Regions from separate parts of the Rattus norvegicus genome. Here region 1 is linked to region 2. Evidence: chromatin contacts called from public Hi-C data. All regions are on one chromosome and are shown on one strand. The core of a region is the stretch at or near the end of the contact, and the rest is flanking DNA. Distances in the headings are between cores, read along the strand shown.

Region 1 (3,243 bases), core at 233-2,732, 42 kb before region 2:
GCCTGTCTGTAGAATGCAGAACTCTCCCACCTCCCTGAGCACCTGGAATAGCTCAGGTCTCTATGACCTAGAATGAAATCTTTTTTTAAATAAACAAAGGAATGGACTACTCAAATAGCATTCAACATTCTCTAAATACTACTTGGAAAGGAAACACATTCTCTCCCTCTCCCTCATATTCCCACCCTGCCCAAATGGCCTGTGTGCTTCCTTTAAGTGACATGACTTATAGGCATCATAAAATCAAGTCCCACAGCTGGTGGGTCTGAAAGGGAAGACAGTCGGAGATTATAAAAGGCTAGTAGGAGCTGGCCCTTTCTCAGGCTGCCCCACTGCTGGAGGGTGGTCTCATACACACTTAAACCCAGTTTAAAGCTGCCCGAGTGCTCTAGTTTGAATGCTTGCATCCAGACAATAATCCTTTTCCAGGAAAAGAAAAAGTATTTGCTAAAGGGGAACAAAGAAATGGTTAGCCCATGACTGACTTTCTTTGCTTACCTTCTTAGATCTGTTAATACGTCTACAATGTATATAATGATTACGACTTGGAAGAACAGTGTAATGTTTTCCACGGTAAAGTTTCCTTAAGTTTTGGCAAGAAAAAATGTCACTGAGGGTTACAACCTTTCAGTGGATCTTTGCCTGAGACCTGACACATAGTTGTACAAGAGGGTACTTGAAAAGGGAATATTATTCCCCAGCACCATGCTTTGCAGACAAAGCGAATCTTGATAATGAAATTACAACTCCCCCAGATTTCTAATATGAATTCAGTATGTCTCATTCTTTTTAAAAACGCCCCCTCCCTTCTATGACGATGTTTTATTGATACCCAGCTTCCTTCTCTAGTCCCACAGCATAGCTAGTGACTTTATGATGTCTCTTACTTTCCTCCTATCTCCTTTCATTCTCCTTTGGCTCTACAGCTCCCCCCACCCTGTGCCTTCCTCAGGGCTAAACTCCCCTCGAGCCCCCCCCTTCCCCCCCGCCGCGGAAGATCAAAGAATCATCCATCCTGTAGCTGCAGCCCAGAGGAAAGAAGGTTCCAGCTCCCCCTTCTGGCTGGGCTGAATGGTGGATGGAGGGACAGGAAGCATCTTAGCTTCCTGCACTTGGGGTGGGCTTGGGAATTATGAGAGAAGTGTTGTTTGAAGCAGCGTTGCACACATTAGGAAAAAATGTGCACCAATTCCCTTTGTGCTAGCTAATGCGATGCCCTTGAATTTGGGAGTGGGCCACACATTCTTGAAAACCATTGTTTACCTTGGAGTTTTGGAGATTGGTTATAGCTCTGAGGGGAACACGGGAGCTGACAGTGAGAGCGCTTCCCCGGTCCTGGAGCGACTTGGAACTCAGGGAGGGGAAAGTCACCCTCTGGGGTGGGGGCTCCAGCAGAGGAGGGACGGCCGCTGGCCAATCAGAAGGAGAGGTCGCGCCCGGCTTCCCCTCCGAGGGGCTAGCAGTGGAAAGTTGGGAGGTTCAGTCGCTGGCCTGGAGCGCGGCGGCGGCGGAGGCGGCACCGCAGGCTCGCAGCGTCCCCGGGGCATGGACCCGGCGCTCTGCCGGCACTCGGCTACTCGCAGCTCCCTGCACGCGGCCGCCTAGAGCCCACGACCTACTCAGCCGGACAAAAGGCGCTGCATCCTTGCCCAGCCCAGCCCAGCTCCTGGAAGGACCCGGGCTCTGGGCTGGTCCTCATCTCCTTCTCCGCTCCAAACTTTGAGTTAGTTCAGAGACTGCAAAAAGCTGATGAGGCACCGGGGAGGAAGTCCTCTGCTTGCTGCTGAGGAGTAAGCACAGTGCTAAGGAGCTCAGGGCAAAGAGAAAAGCAGCGAGCAAAACAAGAAAAGAAAAGAAAAAAAAATGATTGCCCAGGAACTGGTCCACACAGTTTTCCTGGTGGCTCTTTTTCATTCTTCCCTAGCTGGAGTTGGGACCCCGCAGTCGGAGAGCAGGGCTGAGGAGATTCCGGAGGGGGCGTCCACGTTGGCTTTTGTGTTTGATGTGACTGGCTCCATGTATGATGATTTAGTTCAGGTTATTGAAGGGGCTTCCAAAATTTTGGAGACGTCTTTGAAAAGACCTAAGAGACCTCTTTACAACTTTGCTTTGGTGCCCTTCCATGATCCAGGTAAGGGGAATACTTACTCTCTGAATTTGTTGTGATTCATAATTCTACTATTTCTTATGCTGTGGATTTGTTTTATTGTCAGAAAGTTTCAAAAGCATTTTAAAAAATATGCAGCAGAATAGGTAGTAACAAAGAATTGCTTATGGGCATCTGGGTTTGCTTTCAAAGCTCTCAGCTCAGCTAGGGCGAATAGATGGTTTGCTTAGGGAGATTGCCCTGATCTGGAAATGCAGTCCTCTGAAGATCAGAACCAGGACTTTGTAGCAGCAACAGCAGCAAACTCAGAGCTAACTGGCCTGCATTTTAAAGCTAAAGACTGTTTTAATTGCAAAGGCAGCCACAAGACAGGAATCCGGTTTTCAACATCAGGGCAAGCACACTCTCAAGATAATCTCACATGGGAGAGAATCAGACCTGCTGCGGGACACATGAGCAAGTCTGTAAATAGCAACTAGGATTGGAACTGGAGGCATGAAAATGAAAGACAGAAGCCATTCATTCCTTAACTGAATCTATTCACGGTTGCACCGGGGTCATCATTGGTTAGATTCACAGATGTGTGTAAACACTATGTCCCTGTCTCAGGCAATACAAATGCATGTAATTTGCTAGGTCTGTGCTCTCAAAAGGTAGTTGAAGAAAACTCACTTTATGTTGTGCCCTGAAGCCGTGGCTTTCCGCTGCTGCAGTGTAACATGATCCTATTTACTCTCTGCAGTTTCTTTTTCAAGTAGCACCTCTGTGCAAGGCTCCTAGGAGCCTTCATTGTCATCATGGAGGGTAGCATTACAGCGGGAGCCCTGGGGCTTACTGTCTCGTGTCCACCTGAGTTTCATTAGGCAAGTAGCTGCTCAGTGGAAGAAAGAAAACAGTGGTTTCTTCAGAGCCCTCCCCCCACTGCTCTCCCACATTACCCTTGCTTCTGAAATTCTCTCTTCACTAGACTTTGGCATAGCCTCTTTCACAATGAGAGCACGATGTTGAAGATCTTGGTTCCCCTCCCGCCCCTTCCTCCTGCATTTGCCACACGTATTAAAATCCTAATTATTGCCAGTTATTAAATGTAGTGTATTTCAGCTATTTAGAAAGGTGTCCTTGGGATCCATTGGGAG
Region 2 (3,462 bases), core at 526-3,025:
TTATGTGACTGTTGCCCTGGCAAAGCTCAGAGACCCTTGAACAGAAATAGGCAATTTTGCTACCCCTAGCTGTGGCTTGGAAGGAGACGTGGAGTAGAAGGTAATTATTGACAAGGAAAGCACTGGTCAGAATCTGGTAGGGATCGCTCATGGGCAGGAGGAAGACATTCAGATAACCTGGAAACAGGAGACTGAAGAAAACACTGTGGACACTTAGAGTGGCTCATTAGCTGTCATTTAATCTTGTTTGGGAAATATAGCTAAGTGTGGGTAGGGTTTAACAGATAGTAGTATGGAATAAAGAAAAAAAAATCAATTCTCCCATGAACTTTTCATAGTTCTTAATATACTTAAATATTCTTTATTTATCTATTCCTTGAGATGTTCATAACAGTATATTTTGATCATATTCACCTCCTCCTATGCCCTGACTTCTTCCCAAACCCAACACACTTCTTCCTCAGCTTCATATCTTGTTTTTACTTCTCTTATAATCTGCTGAGTTCAGCAATTGCTGCCTGCCTATGCATAGGCATAGGATGCACTGGAGGAGCATGGGTAACCTGCTTGAAGCCTTGTCTTTGAAGAGAACGGACTTTCCCTTCCCTAGTAGCCATCAACTGCCAATTATTCTCAGCTAGAGGTGGGGTTTGGTGAGTTCCCCCACCAATAGCCACGCTAAATATTAACTGTTCTGATCCTGTGCAGGACTTGGGAAAGCAGTTACAGCTGCTATGAGTTCTGAAGTGCATGGCCCTGTCGTGTCCAGAAGGGACTATTTTGTTACAGTCCTTCACTACTAGCTCTGATGCTGTTTCAGTCTGTTCTTGTACAGCATCATTTATGGGGAGTCTGTGATATTTATGTCATTCAAGGTTGACAGAATTACTTAGTCACCCCTGTTATGGTTTGGATACTAAATGACTCCCAGAGTCCTTTGGACATTAATTGCCTGTTGCACTATTAGAACATGGTGGACCTTTTATTAGGAAGGGCCCAGTGGAAGGATATTAGGTCACTGGGTGTGTGCCCTTAGAAGGAACCCCAGCCCTTCCCAACTTTCCGGTATCCATAGACAGATGACCCTCCTCTCCCATGATACTCTGTTTCATCACGGCCTCAGAGCAACAGGACCAAGACACCATGAACTGAATTCTCTGAGACTGTGAGTCCAGTTGAACTTACCATCCATGTTTGATAAACTTTGTTTATCTAGGGTATTTGTCACAGTGATGGAGAGCTGTGACAACCAGCACTGTAGAGGGAGAGTGTGTATTTCAGAAGGGGTGAGGGCAGATGAAAAGGTCAGGTGGTCATTTAGCACTAAAGAGACCAGAACCAGGATGGTTTGGTTCTGGGTTGACCGTGCAGTTCTGAAATTTGTGGAAAAATAAAAGATGCTTTGTAAGAACTCCAGGCAATGAGCAAGAAGAGAAACGTGAACCTCCTCAACTAAACAAATATTTTATAAATGCCTTTGCTGCTCTGGGGAAATAGTTTGAAGACTTTTCTCTAGTCACCTTATTACGGAGAACCTCTGTGGCTGTCCGTTGTCTCCTGGGAGGGCTGTGCTTGTGGAGAATCTGGCAGAAAGCCAAGTGAGGCAGTTGTTTAAGACTCAAGTAACGGCGATAAAAAGTCACTGGAGGGAAACAAAAGAGGGTTTGATGTAACTAATTGATTGTGAATGCAGCCTGAAGCATGAGACTTGAGGGGGGACCTTCACAGTCCACTGGCTCAGTGGACATTTTAATCAAGAGGGCAGTGTTCATGTGAGTCCTGCTTCTCTTCTGAAAGGGACTCTTTCATTGGGGGAGTTACTGGGAACATGTGTTTATTAGGCTGGGATGGAGAGAGCTTTGACATTGTTGAAAGAGGTCAGCCGTGTTTCTCAACCTCTGCTGTACTTCGTGGTGGTTGGCACTGCCACTGACAGGAAGTGATGGACAGAGTGGTTTTTCATTTGAGGCTTGATTGACAGTTGTGAATGAAATATCCCGCTCTGGGACAAGTTTGTTTTCATGAACGACTACGGTCAGGGCTCAGAGTATACGAATTTCTGGATGATGGGCCATTGGTGTTCATTTTTATCATTTTATCATCATTGGTGATATATTCTAGTTTACTGTTTTCTTATTTAAATACACTATCAGCCCATTCTTATTTTCTTTCTGGAGATTTCTTGGAAATTTAAGTTCTCTCTTCTGCTCAATTACAGAAGAACATAGATGTCTCTCCGTGTTTTACTTTGATTTTAGACTTTGTGGGGCCTTTAATTCTCGGAAGAATGTCATTGGCTGTAGTTGACTTTTCTCACACAGTTCAGGCGGTGATTAATGCTCACTGTCAACAATGAGGGGATGTTTTTGGGTTTTTTTTTTCTTCCTGCTCTGGGTGAAGTCTTAATGAAAATGACCACACGCTGATGTGGAGTAAGTTCAAGTAACGACAAATCATGATTTCCTTTCTCTGTGATTACAATCTTCCGAAATCGGTTGCTTCACTGGGTCTGACTGTGATGAATTGTTCTAGAAGCTTGATTAAGTAAGTAGGACCATTGTGAGAGAGGGAGAAACATAAGCTTTTAGCACCTACAGCTGCTTCGTTCGATTTATGGTAACAGAAAGCATGATTACTTAAAATTTGTATTAAGAAGGATCTGCTGCCGTGGGGGCAATTGTCAGGATGTTCATTTTTATGTCTTTTCCGGTAGAATTTTCACTGTGATGACTTTAAGATTTTTCTCTTGGTAACCGCCAGTTTCTCTTGGTGAGCCCCATCTAGTTATTGGTTAAGACTGAGATTCACACTGCCTTCCAAGTTAACTCAGTTAAGGAACCAGAGCAAAAGAATGCAGCCTCGCAGTGTGCCTTAGTCTTTGAACTTACTGTTTTAAGTGTAAAAGCGAAACCAATGGACCAACACTAGTCCGTTAAATGTAGGCACTGTGCTGGGTAGTTTATGTCATCTTGAAACAGCTAACGTCATCTGGGGGTGGGGTGGGGGGGGAATCTCAATTAAGAAAACGCTTCTATAAGGTTGGGCTGAAGGCAACCCTGTAGGGCATTTTCTTAATTAGTGATTGATAGGGAGGGTCCAGCCCTTTGTGTGTAGTGCTGTGGTCCTGGGTTCTATAAGAAAGCAGGCTGAGCAAGCCATAAAGAGCAAGCCAGTAAGCAGTACCCCTCCATGGCCTCTGTATCAGCTCCTGCCTTGTTTGAGTTCCTGTCCTGACTTTCCTCGGTGATGGACTATGGGTGTGGAAGCATAAGCCAAATAAAACCTTTCCTCTTCAAGTGCTTTTGCTCATAGTGTGTCATCGCAGTAACCCTGGCCGAGACAGTTACTTCAGCCCTTGGCTTTCAGTGTTCAGGAGGTACTGATATTTTCATCATTTCTTTCCAGCCTTCCTTTCTGCTTCTCCCCTCCAGTAGCTTGTATAAGAAAATAGAGAGGAACAAA

The links. Hi-C and Micro-C count contacts between places; a contact is called where the count stands out from the background.
Region 1: a Hi-C map of Schwann cells shows a contact between it and region 2, with 2.5 times the contacts expected there. The contact joins the promoter of Hmcn1 here to the enhancer-like site in region 2. A contact is called at or near these places in 2 of 12 Hi-C or Micro-C datasets (Schwann cells and psoas muscle).

The regions. Positions count from the first base shown.
Region 1 is chr13:65,632,758-65,636,000 of GRCr8, reverse strand. Hmcn1 (hemicentin 1) reads left to right here and starts at 1,482. Exons shown (of 107, transcript NM_001271292.1): 1 at 1,482-2,131. The coding sequence starts at 1,864.
Region 2 is chr13:65,590,749-65,594,210 of GRCr8, reverse strand. All of the region lies in intron 1 of Hmcn1 (hemicentin 1), which reads left to right. Among named protein-coding and RNA genes, the nearest start is that of Hmcn1, 42 kb to the left of the region's middle. Within about 2 kb of position 1,775, at least 3 of the 93 cell types and tissues checked have an H3K27ac peak or open chromatin away from gene starts, as enhancers often do. A contact at or near this core is called in Schwann cells, where this site is marked.